Linked DNA regions of Zea mays: region 2 is linked to region 1. A link is a contact called in public Hi-C data. All regions are on one chromosome and are shown on one strand. The core of a region is the stretch at or near the end of the contact, and the rest is flanking DNA. Distances in the headings are between cores, read along the strand shown.

Region 1 (6,407 bases), core at 2,939-5,438:
CTCTGCTGTATCCTCCTACTTACATCGCAGCTAGTATCACTAACAAAAGAAATGACATTAAAACCAGGTGAGCGACACTAAAGATTAATCATGGCGATTCGTGGGACCTCTAATGTACAAATATATGGATTTGCCCTGGGCTGCAGCAGCTTCGATGAACATGCCAGTTTGCAGCAGGTTCCCCCAACAGAAACCTTGCCGTGGCATCTGAGGAGCATGTGTTCATCTAAACTGATGTTGAGTTCGGGGGTGTGATGCCTCGCTCCAAGTAATAAGCCTTCTCCGCATCAGCCAGCCTTGTCTGAAATATCCCCCATTCTTTTCTGCAGCGTGCTCTTACCTGTGGTAGACATCCAAGTTTAAACAGTTAAGCAAAATCCATATGGACACAGGGTGGGTGCCGTAACAGTCAAATGCATGCCTTTGAAATATAATGTACTGTGAAAAAAAATACTCCCTCCGTCCCAAAATATTAATCATTTTAGTATTTTAATAGATTCCTATAATACTTTATGTATGTGTTATATATGTGTTTAGATTCATTATCATTTATTTGAATATAGACATAAAATCTAAGAGCTAAAACGACTAATATTTTGGGACGGATGGAGTAACATAATACAAGTAAATACTGCCTTACCCCTTCCCATGGTGGTCTTCCATTATCTGACTTGCCCTGGTTGCCAAGTGAAGGAACTGATTGATGAACAATCCATTGAGCATCAACAACTCCAATTTTCTCATGAGCCGGCTGTATAATTAAAGTAAAAGAGTCCCAGCTCAGTACATCGTGCATATAGCATATAAAGTCGAAAGCACATTAATTAAGTTGGTAATCATATAACTGTTGATGCTGCTATGTGTATCCCGTGAGAGGAAAGGCATGGACTGTGTGGCTAATCCTTGGATTAGCAAAGAAATGGAGAGGTCAAATATTATGCAGGATAATGTCAGGGAATACCTCCACACATTTTCTAAGAGCAAAGTCAAGACCCCATCCATGGACCAAGTCATTCTGCATATAGAAGTGCATAAGCATACTCCACTTCAGACAAACTAATGACTTGCATGCCATGTTACCTCACCTGAATCATATGCCATACACAGCGCCATGCATTTCTGGAGAACACTGTTGCCATAATCTCAACAAATCTGCACATCAAAATCGAACTTTTAGAATGATAATTAAAAAAAAGGAAGACCTAGTGTTGGAGGTCAAACATGAGTGGGGTCTACAGAAGGGATAAATCGAGGCAAGCCTTCTCGGCGCAAATGCGGAGAGGCTGCTTCGAACCTGGGACATGGTGACTAAGTGAGAGCTCTCACCACTTGACCAGGCCTGCCCTTCTTTTAAAATGATAATTAGACAATGAAAACTAAATACACAACAAACATTTGGCCCTACGCTGCACATGGTGGTAGATGTGGATCAGTGCACCAGCCTGGTCTCTCCTCAGTTACTCTGTGTAACAAGGAAACATGTTACTAAGAAATTACATCATTAAGTATTGAAAAACATATATAGATTCCCATCTCACTTGTGAACTTCCTGGTCACCACGCCGTTTAGTCATTTGCCATGTTAGTCCTCTATCAGGTTGCAAACCAGGCTGAGAGATTTCCAACCCATGCTTTCTAACAAGCTCAATGTACCTGTAAAAATAGGAAGGACATTTTAATCAAAATGAACACCTGCTGAACAGAAAGAAAACAAGAATGGAAATATGTAGTGCTTACTTCTCTGCGTTGAAATGCTCTACACCTAGATCCTCATCCCAGATGAAAATGTAATCATATCTGGCAACAACATCGGGATGCAAAAATCGTTTTGCATACCACCTTGTATAAACACAAGAATCACATCAATAAAATTGAAGTCAAAACATTATATTGACAAGGGCAATAAAAAGACATTGTATAATTACAGCAATACTACCATACCATTTTGTCTGCTTCCTGGCACTCACATGGATTGCTCTTTTAGACCACTCAAATTCATCCCACTCTGTAGTCCGACCATCATAATGGAACAACATAATGGTGAATTTGTCTGAAAACTATAAAAGAAACTTACGTGAAATTGGAAGAAAGGACTACATGCTCATTTCAAATAAAGTGACTACAAGTTTAATCACGATGTGGATCTACTGTACATCAGTCCCAGAGTTCAGAAGTTTGATACACTGAGCTTAAGTAGGTAAGGTGCCAGTCTGTCAGTTACCTTTCTGACCGCTGCATCAATATTTGCCTTTTGCCCAATACCAACAGTAAAAGTAACAAGATACCTCGGCTCGCTAGTAAGGTCCTGATGAATGGCATATGTTTAAGAACATAGAGTGTATATAAAATATGTTAAAAAAGAAATTCAAGGCAGTTTTGAAGAAAATGGCTAACAACCACGAACCTCACTAGGATCACCCCATAGTCTTCGGGGATAAAGATCTGTTTCAGACACTACAATGCCTGGTGGAAGTCTCTCAGCACCTTTTGGGTTTGTAGGAACATAAATCTGCACACATAATTGTGTGATCATTTTGAGAAAAAGGGGGGAAAGAGCATAAACTATCTATTGCTAAGATAAATAAGTTATATGCAGTAATAAAGGTCAAATATAGATGGCTAGTATTGTTTACAGTACAAAACTGAGCCACCAACTACCACAGTTCCCTTGAAGGTAATTAGGTAATAGTTGATCTACCTATCGACATTGAAAAGAGACCCTAGATTTACAGCCTTGAGCCCTTGACATACTTGGTAAGCTTAACATTAACATTGTCATGAGACACAGCAGTAACATATGTATAAAAATAAACAATTAGGAATGGACCACAAAAAATAACAAATACGATACCTAATTTAGGCCAATACAGACATATAAGTATACAGCTAATATGGCAACACAAGAAGGCAGTAGTGTGTTGAAGTACCTCGGGAATTTCATCAGTGTTAGATTCAGAACTATTCTTTTTATGATTGTTTGCAGATGCCCAAGCATGGTTCAACAATGTCTGGGTTGTGATGCCAGAGTTCCTATCTTCGATATAAGAGATGATACTCGAAGGGAAGTGAAGCTGCAAGCCACATTAGAGTAGTGTTTTCCCCCTTCTCTAAAGCAAGTATATGAGACACAAAAACAAGAGAGGCAAGTGTGTCAATTTACCTTGGTTATGTTGACTGTAGGGAAGGAGATCCCAAACAGGTAACCCAGCATGACACCTACAACTGCCGAAAATATGAGCCGCATTCCCTCATTCGATCTTGGCATGCTGTTAATAACAAAAATTGGCAGTAAAATTACGATGAGTGGCACCGAGGACATAAAATTGCCCAACATTAGGTACACTAGCAGTTAAATCTACAGACTGAACAAGAACTGCTTATGAAGTTTGTGGATGTGGTAGTGAACATACCTACGGCCACTGCCATTGAGAGGCTTTGCCATAGGAACTGCAGAAGTTCTCCCAGCAGGAACTTAATATTAGCTCAACAGCACAAGCAGTATTGACTATCCACGGAACTTGCCCCGCTGCAGTTGTTGAGCCAAAAGAGGGAGAGAGAAAGAACAAATCAGATCTTCTTGCCAAGCAAGGTATTTTGCCGAACAGAGCAATTATTAAGCAGGGTACGATGCTGAAAAGGGGGGGGAAACTTTTTTGTTATTTCTGTCAATAGACGCGTATAGACTTGAGAAGACTAAGAAGTCGATCTCGAAGCCATGACCAACTTGCGACTAGTCTAACAAGAGACGCGTATAGACTTTGAGATTGAGACGACCGGGACGGAATCTCGCAGCAAAAATTTAAATTTTTATGCAGTGGCGAGGAAAGATTTGGACTTGCACCGTCCGGACAAATCACGACACGGTGAAATCAACCCGGGCATACCAATTAGAAGAAATCAGCCGGAAAACGGCAGGATCTCCGCTCCTCCACCGTAGAAGGGCAGCAGGGGAGGACCAACCGAGTACTAGGACGGCTGCCCGCGGTGGACGGTAAGGAAGGCAACGCGACGGCGAGACGGCTTTGTTCGGGCGGAGGCAGAGGGCGCGGCGGGGAGACCGAGGGCCGCGTGCCGGCGGCGTGCTTGACGGGGCGATGCAAGTAACTGGGTAGAGGCGACTAGAAGAGGACTAGGCTAGCATGTTGTATGTATGTATTTGGAGTTTTGGACGATGCAAACACCGCAGCCTACAGAGAGGACGATGCAGGTGGGCAGTAATGGAATTTGGGATTGTTGAGCTGGGCGCAGCACAGGATCTGGTTGTCCCACACATGGCAAGCAATCATTCACAAATCACCACCACGCCCTATCTGAGCTCTACGGTTCTACCCTTGTCAAAATGCTCTAACATTGTGGCATCCTCTCCTGTTTCCCCGGTGTGCTGCGCTATCGATTTTTTCCAAATGCATTCCACGGATCAATAATTTATACGATCAAATAAAAGAAAGTTTTTTCGCGTCCGATTTTAGTAACAAAATTATATAATTTCTTTACTCGGTAAACCAATAGGTTCAACGGTCGTCGTGTGTCAACCCCATTAAAAAAACTTATATTTTTGTATAATCAACTCGTGGCCAACCACACGAATCCACGACACGTATAGGATGCTTCTCCTCAATCTCATCATCCCAGCAAGTGCCCGGGCGAAACTGATGAGCATGCTTCTCTAGATGTAAAACCCCAAATCTTTGGGATTCAAGAAATTTTTGTTCAATAAACATAGGTTAAATTGTCCTTAATACATGTTTTTCTACTTTGGAGTTATGATCTTAAAAATAAATAAGGATAGCATTAAACTTCGATGACTCAAATCTAGATTGGACTTTTTAAATTTTAAACATAATTTTTAATCTCAGAAAAATAAATAATAGGAGGATTTAGCTTGTCAAAATATAGCAATAATGAGACTCCTTCCCTTGTCTTATCCTTTCGCTATTTAACTTTACTTTGCAGCTACCAATTTCAGTTAGAAGTAGGAGTTCCGATACTAATTTCGTTCTTTCAACGAAGGAATTCGAGGGCAGCTTCTCAAAATATAGGAGTGCTATCATATCGCATCCCAACTCTTCTTCAGCATTAAGGATCTGCCTTACTTACTGAATTACTTACGAAATCTCTTTCATTCAGACAGGATCTACGCTTTACTTTCGACTATTTATTTGAGTGAATACTCCTTTCATCAATATTATATTTAGAGACATTTATTAAAGTAAGTAATAAATAAGTAAAAGAAACTTTGCATCCATGCCGAGATTTTAATTTGTGCATCTAAATTGGCTTGAAGTTTGAACTATATTTATAGGTAATTCGAAATTTGAATTCAAACTTGATTTGAAATTAGGAAAGTGAAAACAGAAAAGAAAAAAGGTAAAGCCGACCCGTGGGCCGAATCCCTCTTCCCGACCTAGCATACAACGGTAGCCCTTAACACCGCGGCCCATTGGCGCGTGGCAGCCCACTCTTATGACTGACGCAACGGGCCCACTCCTCAGTTCGGGTCTCGCGCACATACACTGGACGTCGCTTACAAGTGGGGTTCGCCGGTCGATCGCACGCACACACGCCTATGTCACCTACACATGGGACCCAATCGTCAGGGGCTTCTTTAATACCCAATTTGTAATACAAATATTAAAGGAGACATTATTTTCCTTATATGTGCCATCTCTATTTACCATCACATGTGAACAATCTTATCTAAGTATGAAATTAGCCAAGAACATATAAATAACAAGTGCATCATGTTGGAGTTTATTTGATTGTGCATTTGAAAATAATAACAATGATATTAATAAAATACAATGAAGATTTGAAATAAACCCCAAATTGAAATTTAGGAGAATTTGGAAAATAGGAAAAGAGGAAAGGAAGAGGTATCATACAATACCAGATAAAATTATAAATAAATAACTTCTTCATAATTTGGTATAATCAAGTGGAACATTTAGTCTGAGTACACACATGTCACAAAGTTGAATTTAAATTTAGGTGTTGAATTTGGAATTCAAAATAAAGAAGAAAGGAGAAAAGAAAAGAAAATAAAAAGAGAAAACTACGCATGGGCCCTATTCCTAGTCCTCGGCCCATGTCACGTTTACCTTCGACTGGCCCAATTGACAGAGCCACACCTCGCGCACTACCACTCACTGACATGCGGGCTTAGTCGGATCGGCCGCGCCACTCGCTGCGCATGGGACCCATCGCTCAGTCCTTCTCCACCGCGGGTGAAAGTCGCCTAGAGGGGGTGGATAGGTGAAAACTGAAATTTATAAACTTAAGCACACACTACAAGCCGGGGTTTGCGTTAGAATGAATATTAAGTCTAGGAGAGAGGAAAAAACAAATCAACCAAGAAATAAAGTGGATGAACACGGTGATTTGTTTTAACGAGGTTTGGTTCTAAAGAAC
Region 2 (7,087 bases), core at 1,656-4,155, 160 kb before region 1:
CTGCAAGTTTATTTAGTGGCTCTTTTATGTGTTTTTTAATTAAAAAGCTTATGTGTTATCTATTCCACTTTCTAATTTTAAGTTGGCCATTAGCCATTGTGATAAACCCGTTTACTAGGAATCGTTTCCATAAAAGTGATTTTATTTGTCTGTTTTTGATCATTACTTTTGATCATTACTGTATTTAAAACTATAATTTTATAATTTATGTTAGTACCATATTGGCCTGTCACTGAATAGCTAAATTGAAAATATGGTAAGTTTCTGACCGACCAGAAATCATCTTGTGTAAAAGATAACGTTACTGACTATTTTCAGTCCTAATGATAGTTTTGTTCAATTTGCTAATCATGTGAACTATACAAATGACATACTAAACTATAATAACTGGAACATGTGATCAAATCAATATATCAGGTGCCCATCCCTTTGATTTAAAAAATGATAATCTAGTAGTCCCTACTACTATTATATGTGGAAGGGCGTACAACTATAGGGAAGAGGCCATGCTCCCGCTCCTGCCTCCCGCGATGCCCCCCCTCCACTCCCGCCTCCGCTGCTATCAAGGCACGATGTTGATGCCTCCGACCGAGACAACCTCTTCCTCTCCCAGTCTCACTCGCGCGAATCCACAGGCGAGACCGTCCTCGGCGGCCTGCCTCTCCTCCCTCCCACCGTCGTAGCGCGAAGCTCCACCGGACACAGACCCCGACGTTGCTCTATCGCCCGTTGCGTTGTCCCTCCGCTGGCTCCCACATACACCTTCTCGACCGCGCACCACCACTCCATCACCGTCCACTGGAGATTGTCCTCTCACCGAGACCCCCACCCACCGCCCTCCACCTCGCGTGCCTCGCAAACGGACGCGCTCGACCGCAACCCAAGTTTTGCTTCGACGTCATCTCAGACAGCTCAAAGATGTCATCCTCCATCTCATAACAGTATAACACTCATTTATTTATAAGTTATCGTGATGTTATATGTTTCCATTGCAACGCACGGGCACTGACCTAGTTGAAGTAAAAACGATATAAGAATATACCTATAGTTTAGTCTAGTTCTAGAAAACCTAGACAACTGCATTTATATATTTTTCTTACTTTGAGATGTCTTTTTAATTTTCTGAACATCAAGTCCTTTTAAGATTTCTCTTTTGATATAGCGCATCATCAAATCATTTAACTAATCATTGGTCATCTTGTTGCGTGGATCTAGGCGGATGCTGCTGTGTTGATTTGCTTTGAGCTCCTCGTCGTTCTAAGAATAGGGATGAGCGAATGGTGACAGGGGTTGCAATACAATAGGAACCAGTGCTGCACGATTAGCGGAATAGGGGTCAAGGGGTGAATCGCAGAGCTAGGCCGGATAGAGTCGCGCTGGACAGGTGGAGCTAGGTGATGGGTGAAACGAGGGCACACGACGAAGTGCGAAGCTAAGCCTGGATGGAGACGTGTGGATTTGACTGGGCCGTTGAGGCACACCACACACGGAGTTGGCGATTGTGCCGACGACGAAGGCTCGTGGAGCTAAGCGGAGACAGTCCTAATCAGCTAGAAACAATAGAGCGTGGGATAAAGATTTATTTTACTATTGGTATTTTATTGGGTTGAATCAAGGTATTGCTTGAACAAGGCCGAACAATATTGGGTCAACTGCCCATGTCTCCATGAACGGATAATATGGCCTCGCCTTAAGCGGACTTGAAATCAACAATTAAGAGTATGTTTTGTACATAGATTTTCTTGTGCGTGGCAGTAATATGAATCCCATTGCTTTAATGATGATGCTTTTCTGCTTTCTATTATTTGGGCGACAAGAGATTTTCTTGTGCGTGGCGCTTAAGCGGACTTTAAAGATTTTCCAGCTCCAAATATCAAATGTTACGATCTAACTTGGGCGACAAGAGATGACCGACAACAACTCCGTCTCCAACTCTTAAATGCCGGATCACTTATTACAGACAAGGTGTGTATTCTATTTATATAGCTATAACATACTCATGGGCTATACCTATCCAACCATTAGACCGAACCATTCACAGCATCTCCAACGGCCTCCAAACAGTATTCCTAAAACGTCATTTTAGGAGAGAAAAAAAAGAAAAAAACCCATGTCCAACAGTTTCCAATGTATGCTCCTAATTTATTCCAGCGTCCCAAAGCCACAACTTCTTGGCGTAAATATTCGTCGAGTTGCCAAGCACCATCTCACCGCGCGCAGTGCAGCAAGACCCGCGCAGATGGCCGCCAGCAACTCGGACGACTCGGCCACCGCCGCCTTCGCCTCGTCGGTGGCATTCGACATCGCTCATTCGACTGTGCCTTCTCGAGTGTCCCTGGATTGTTCAGCAGCAGCGACATCGCCCATTTGACTGTGCTCGAGGTCGTCTCTTTTCCGGCTCCAAACAAGTTCTTCCCAGCAAACAAATACGTTAAACCATCGTCAGTGACAGAGAACCATCGTCTCGATCTGTGCTAGCTAGCTAGCTAGTCGAGTTTCCGGTGAAAAATCAATGGAACGATCAAATGAATCCCTGATCCAACAGAACGTAGCATTTGACTAGTTTTGGGACAAAATAAGGTGCCGTTGGAGTTGAATATGTTGTTTTTTTGGGGGTATTTAGATCTTTAAGAAGATCTCAATATAACAATATTGAAAGAAATACACCAATTTAGCACTTGGATACCTCGTGTTGGGCCTCACCACTCTGCTACTCCTTCTGGGCTCGTGCTCGTCATCACCAGTTCAGGACACGACGTTGAAGCAGACGACGCTGGGTTGCTAACATTCAGACCGTTCGATCTTCGATCTAGCACTAGATCACCAACTGGAAAAAATAACACGCACGCAAGAGGAGAAAACAATCCGCAAATCGGCGCTCGGCTTCCGTCCTTTCCGTGCCTCCGCCGATCCGCCGCAACCGCGTCGTCCGTCCCCCCGTTCGGTCGCCGCCCTCTTTCCCGCCTCCCTTCTCGGCCTCCGTCCTCCTCCGCGTCCGCGGCCTCCTCCTCGTGCTTCATGGTAACTCCACCACGGCTCGATCTGAGCCCTACTCGTGCTTGGATTTCTCGGTCCTGATCTCACTTTTGTTTTTGCCCGATGCCGTCGTTCTCGGCTGATACAGTCTGCGCTCTTCAACTTCCACTCGTTTGTGACGGTGGTGCTGCTGCTGATCTGCACTTGCACGTACCTCAAGATGCACTTCCCCTCCCTCCTCATCCGCCGGACAGGGTGCGCCTTCATACTCGACTTTTTTTTTATTTTATATAGAAGCCTCAGCGAATATTATTGCGGTGTACTGTCTAAGGGTATGGCCTGATGTCGGGATGTGGGAATAATAATGTGCAACCTGTCACCTGTGTGATGCGCGGCTAATGCCCTTTTTTTTTCAGTTTGTTCTCTAGTTTAGCGACGCTGTGTGTTTCGCCTATTTGGCTTTTCGGATCCTACAGTCCTACTCCTATTAGTTGAAGTTCTAAAAATTTCGAAATAATTGGTATTTTGTCATTCAGAACGTTGTCTCCTGTTTATAATTGCCACTGCATTTATGAATTATTGGTCCATCCAAGTCTATGAAATATGGGTTTGAAGCAATTTTGCGAACCTCTTTTCTGGTACTGGCAAATATCAGAATCGCTCAAAAATTTCCATAGCAACTGTCCTTGTCTATACTCTAGATGTCCGTAATATGTTAGAATTTGCCAAACAATAAACAATTTTTCCTTCCGATTGATATCCTTTTCCAGATCTCATAATAAGAGCAAACCCTACTTTTGGTACTGCTAGTATTTATTAGCAATTCGTTTATATCAGAATTGCTCATAAAAAGAGTATTTATCTTTAAGAAAACAGGCCAGTTGCTTTGTGCGTGAGTGAATTAAAGAGGATTGGAGCACTACATTATTTATGGTAGACCCTAAAATCTCAGAAACAGTGATCTTTAAGTAGACAGCTTTTGGGAAGGAAGACAAAAATCAAGTCATTGTGTGTTAGGAGACTGTCCCTAAATCCAGATTTTTAAATGATTAATTTTGCCACTATGAAATTACCATGAATCTCTATCAAGTTGTACTGTGTAATCATTGATAATTGATCTATGACTCAGTTGTAATCTTGCAGGCAAAGCTAGAAAAAAACTTTGTTGCCAATCAACTATACATACGCTTGATTGCAAACACATCAGCAGAAACTTAGATAGTCTCTGTTGTCTGTTCTAACTAAAGCAAGAGGCACACCCACATGACACTTCATTACAGTTTAGGTACTAGATTCTTAGCAATTCTTGAAAGCATTATAATTGTATTATGCCGTAATTTACCTAATTAAATAATGTCACTGAAATGGCTTTTGCATTGAGAATTCGAGATCTTATAATTTGCATGGGGGTAAATGGATCTTGTTCCTGATTGCCTAATCCATTTCTACTTAGTTTGTGATGCTGCTCTTCTAACTTCTAAGGTGCCCGCCATTTCAGAATTAAGGGGCAACCTTATTGTGGCCAGGTGTAGGAAACAAGTTAAAACAAACTAGCAAAGGCAATTGCAATGAGGAAATATGCTAATTATTTTATGTAGTCATGTGGGGAGTTCATCACTGACCTTCTAATGTGATACTTAGATTAAACATTAACATCCACCTACTGTGTGTGTCTTTAGTTTTCAAACATAGTTTCCCACATTCAAAACTTCACGGTTTGAGCTTAAATTATACTTTGTACTCTATAAGACATACATTTAGCTCATCATCTTACCTCAATTTGCAGGTTCCGTGGTTTCTTTTGGAAGGCTGCTAGGATAGGTAACCTCTACCTATTTTGCTCAATATCTTATCATTTATCATTTCATTTACATACAGTTGTATCCAGTGCTTCATTAGCATGTGCATTTTGCAACTGATGCATTAGCCCTCCGTGTGCCTTTCAGTATGTTTTCTAAGGACTACACTGTTACACTGTTGCATTAGCCCTCCAGGTTTCAGCTCCAAATTGGATGTTGTTATAAGTTGATCTGGACTTGCAAACATATAAGTTTCAGGGAAAAAGCCCTGGCCATTCCATTATCATAAGGACCAACAGTTAAAGCATTCAGGTATCATCACCATTACAAGGAAACACCCGACAGCAGCACACCAGCTCAAACAGTGTAATTGCAAACTAAAATACACTACACCCTCCACTCATCACCAAACTGTAAAAAAACTCCTCCACTTCCCCTTTTCAGCAATGCCATAAGGTGAGTAGTCCACCAGAAGATTTGAGATCTCTGCTGGTAATTCCTTCTTCATCCAATCCAGTGCTGTCTTGTACAGGTACTTGTTGTTCACCATCAACTTGGCCTAGACAGTCAATCCTTGAGGCCTGATGGCCAGCACTTTGAGCATTTCCAACATGAAAATGAACTCTGGTCTTTTCTTGATTGGACAGAATACTCCAGCCTTGAAGCATGGCTGATATCATTAACAGGAGGGACTCACACTTCTCACAAAGTTCCCTGAAAACAGATACTGTTCCTTAGTTAACAAATCCCCCACAGGGCTGCAGCACAAAAGATATTGTCAACTAAGAAACATTTATTACTAGGCCACATTTGTCATATTGACAGAAAATCCAGGATTTGCAAACATATGTCCATTTGATCTTCAAGGCAACAGTTTCAGCCAAAAAAATCCTATTAAATTGTCCATTCCTAGTGGTGAACTGGTGGCAATGATCATCACTTATTGGGGATTTTTTTAACAAAGAGACACTGAATTAAGGGCCAGTTTGGCAGAGCTCCCAGAGCAACTTCTGGTCTGAATGCAGGAGAAGCTCTGCCAAACAGTTCTTTACTGACAAGTGATTCTTTGCTGATTCTGCGGAGTGATTCTCCGAAATCTGAAACGATCTAGGAGGCACCTGAAAAAAGTAGCTTCTTTTGATTCACTTCATGCACAGAATCATTGTATGCATAAGTTTATCCTAGAAAATCATAGATAATCATTTCAGTCAGAGAATCACTTCTCGCGGAGAATCAGGCAATCAGCTTCCACAAAGAATCTGGAGCAGGGGGAGCTCTGCAAAACTGGGCCTAATTTCTCCCTGTCCTGTGTGCCTAGAGCTAGAAGTGAAGATGCATGTGAAGATTGAAAAAAATTAGTCACACAACATGTAGAAATCACAATTCTAGAAAAAAGTTGATGAAGAACTGGTACTACCGTACTAGTAGAAATTATTATCTTATACTTAGCATTATGATGCAGCATATTCAGAAGTCAGGCTTGTTGATTATGAGTTCATTAGTGAAACTCTTGGTATCATTCTTGAGCGATTTACTGCTTTATGCTCCTGTATATGAAATTTGTTGTGAATTCTGTTGCTGGACTGAGGCAGCAGTTTAGATTATTATGTTTTAGGGGATTTCAAATTTTCTTGGGCTTGGTTTTGGACAATGCCATTTTTGTTTTGAGGAGACATAATTGAATTTATTTGTATATATTTTCTTGCATGCTATTTTTAGTATGTATCAATCAATATGCTTCAGATCACATAATAATGATTCAGCATTTCATCCTCAGGTGAACGCCTTAGCCCCTGGGTAGCCATTGGGTGCTCTGTGATGGGCATATCAATTTTATTTTGGTGAAATTGGAAGATTTGTATGGCCTTCTTTGCTTACGATTACTCCATTGTAAGATAGCCCGTTACTTGCTTCTTTCATAAGCATGTAAGAAACTGCACAGTCCTTAATTGTCCTTTTATCACATTTCAGAAGAGAAGCATCAGAATTTTGCAGTTACAGTCTGATTCTTCGAGATGTCGCATGCTTGTAATCTTGTAGCTGTGGTGTATTATTGTGCTATGTTATGCATTTTGACTATTGGGCACCATCATGTTATGTTGTTTTATTGTATTGTCAGCATGCTAACAAATGTGGCTTGGATATTCAGGTAACCCGTTATTTTATTTTATTGTTTGATGTATAAGAAGCATTGTAGCAAGCTTTTGATTTATCTACTGTGTGTTTGGTCGGCCTGAAGCTTTTGAAAATATGTTTGGAATGGCAAAGTAGGCAAAGTAGCGTTCACACATTGACGAGAAACTTTATCCTTT

What was found. A called contact is a pair of places that touch in the nucleus more often than the background predicts.
Region 2: a contact with region 1 is called in a Hi-C map of endosperm, with 3 times the contacts expected there. The contact joins the promoter of LOC100278269 here to the promoter of LOC100273464 in region 1. A contact is called at or near these places in 3 of 25 Hi-C or Micro-C datasets (ear, endosperm and tassel).

The regions. Positions count from the first base shown.
Region 1 is chr5:134,248,512-134,254,918 of Zm-B73-REFERENCE-NAM-5.0, reverse strand. It overlaps LOC100273464 (lysine ketoglutarate reductase trans-splicing protein), which reads right to left and starts at 4,188. Exons shown (of 14, transcript NM_001156498.2): 1 at 3,884-4,188; 2 at 3,410-3,525; 3 at 3,160-3,265; 4 at 2,927-3,070; 5 at 2,404-2,508; 6 at 2,221-2,304; 7 at 1,941-2,056; 8 at 1,737-1,838; 9 at 1,539-1,652; 10 at 1,406-1,462; 11 at 1,086-1,152; 12 at 962-1,015; 13 at 641-751; 14 at 1-340. The coding sequence starts at 3,441. The coding sequence ends at 227.
Region 2 is chr5:134,411,182-134,418,268 of Zm-B73-REFERENCE-NAM-5.0, reverse strand. LOC100278269 reads left to right here and starts at 2,905. Exons shown (of 5, transcript NM_001365089.1): 1 at 2,905-3,021; 2 at 3,125-3,231; 3 at 4,763-4,797; 4 at 6,553-6,665; 5 at 6,747-6,986. The coding sequence starts at 3,019. The coding sequence ends at 6,620. It overlaps LOC111589343 (a long non-coding RNA gene), which reads right to left and starts at 2,786. Exons shown (of 2, transcript XR_002748352.2): 1 at 2,687-2,786; 2 at 2,157-2,411.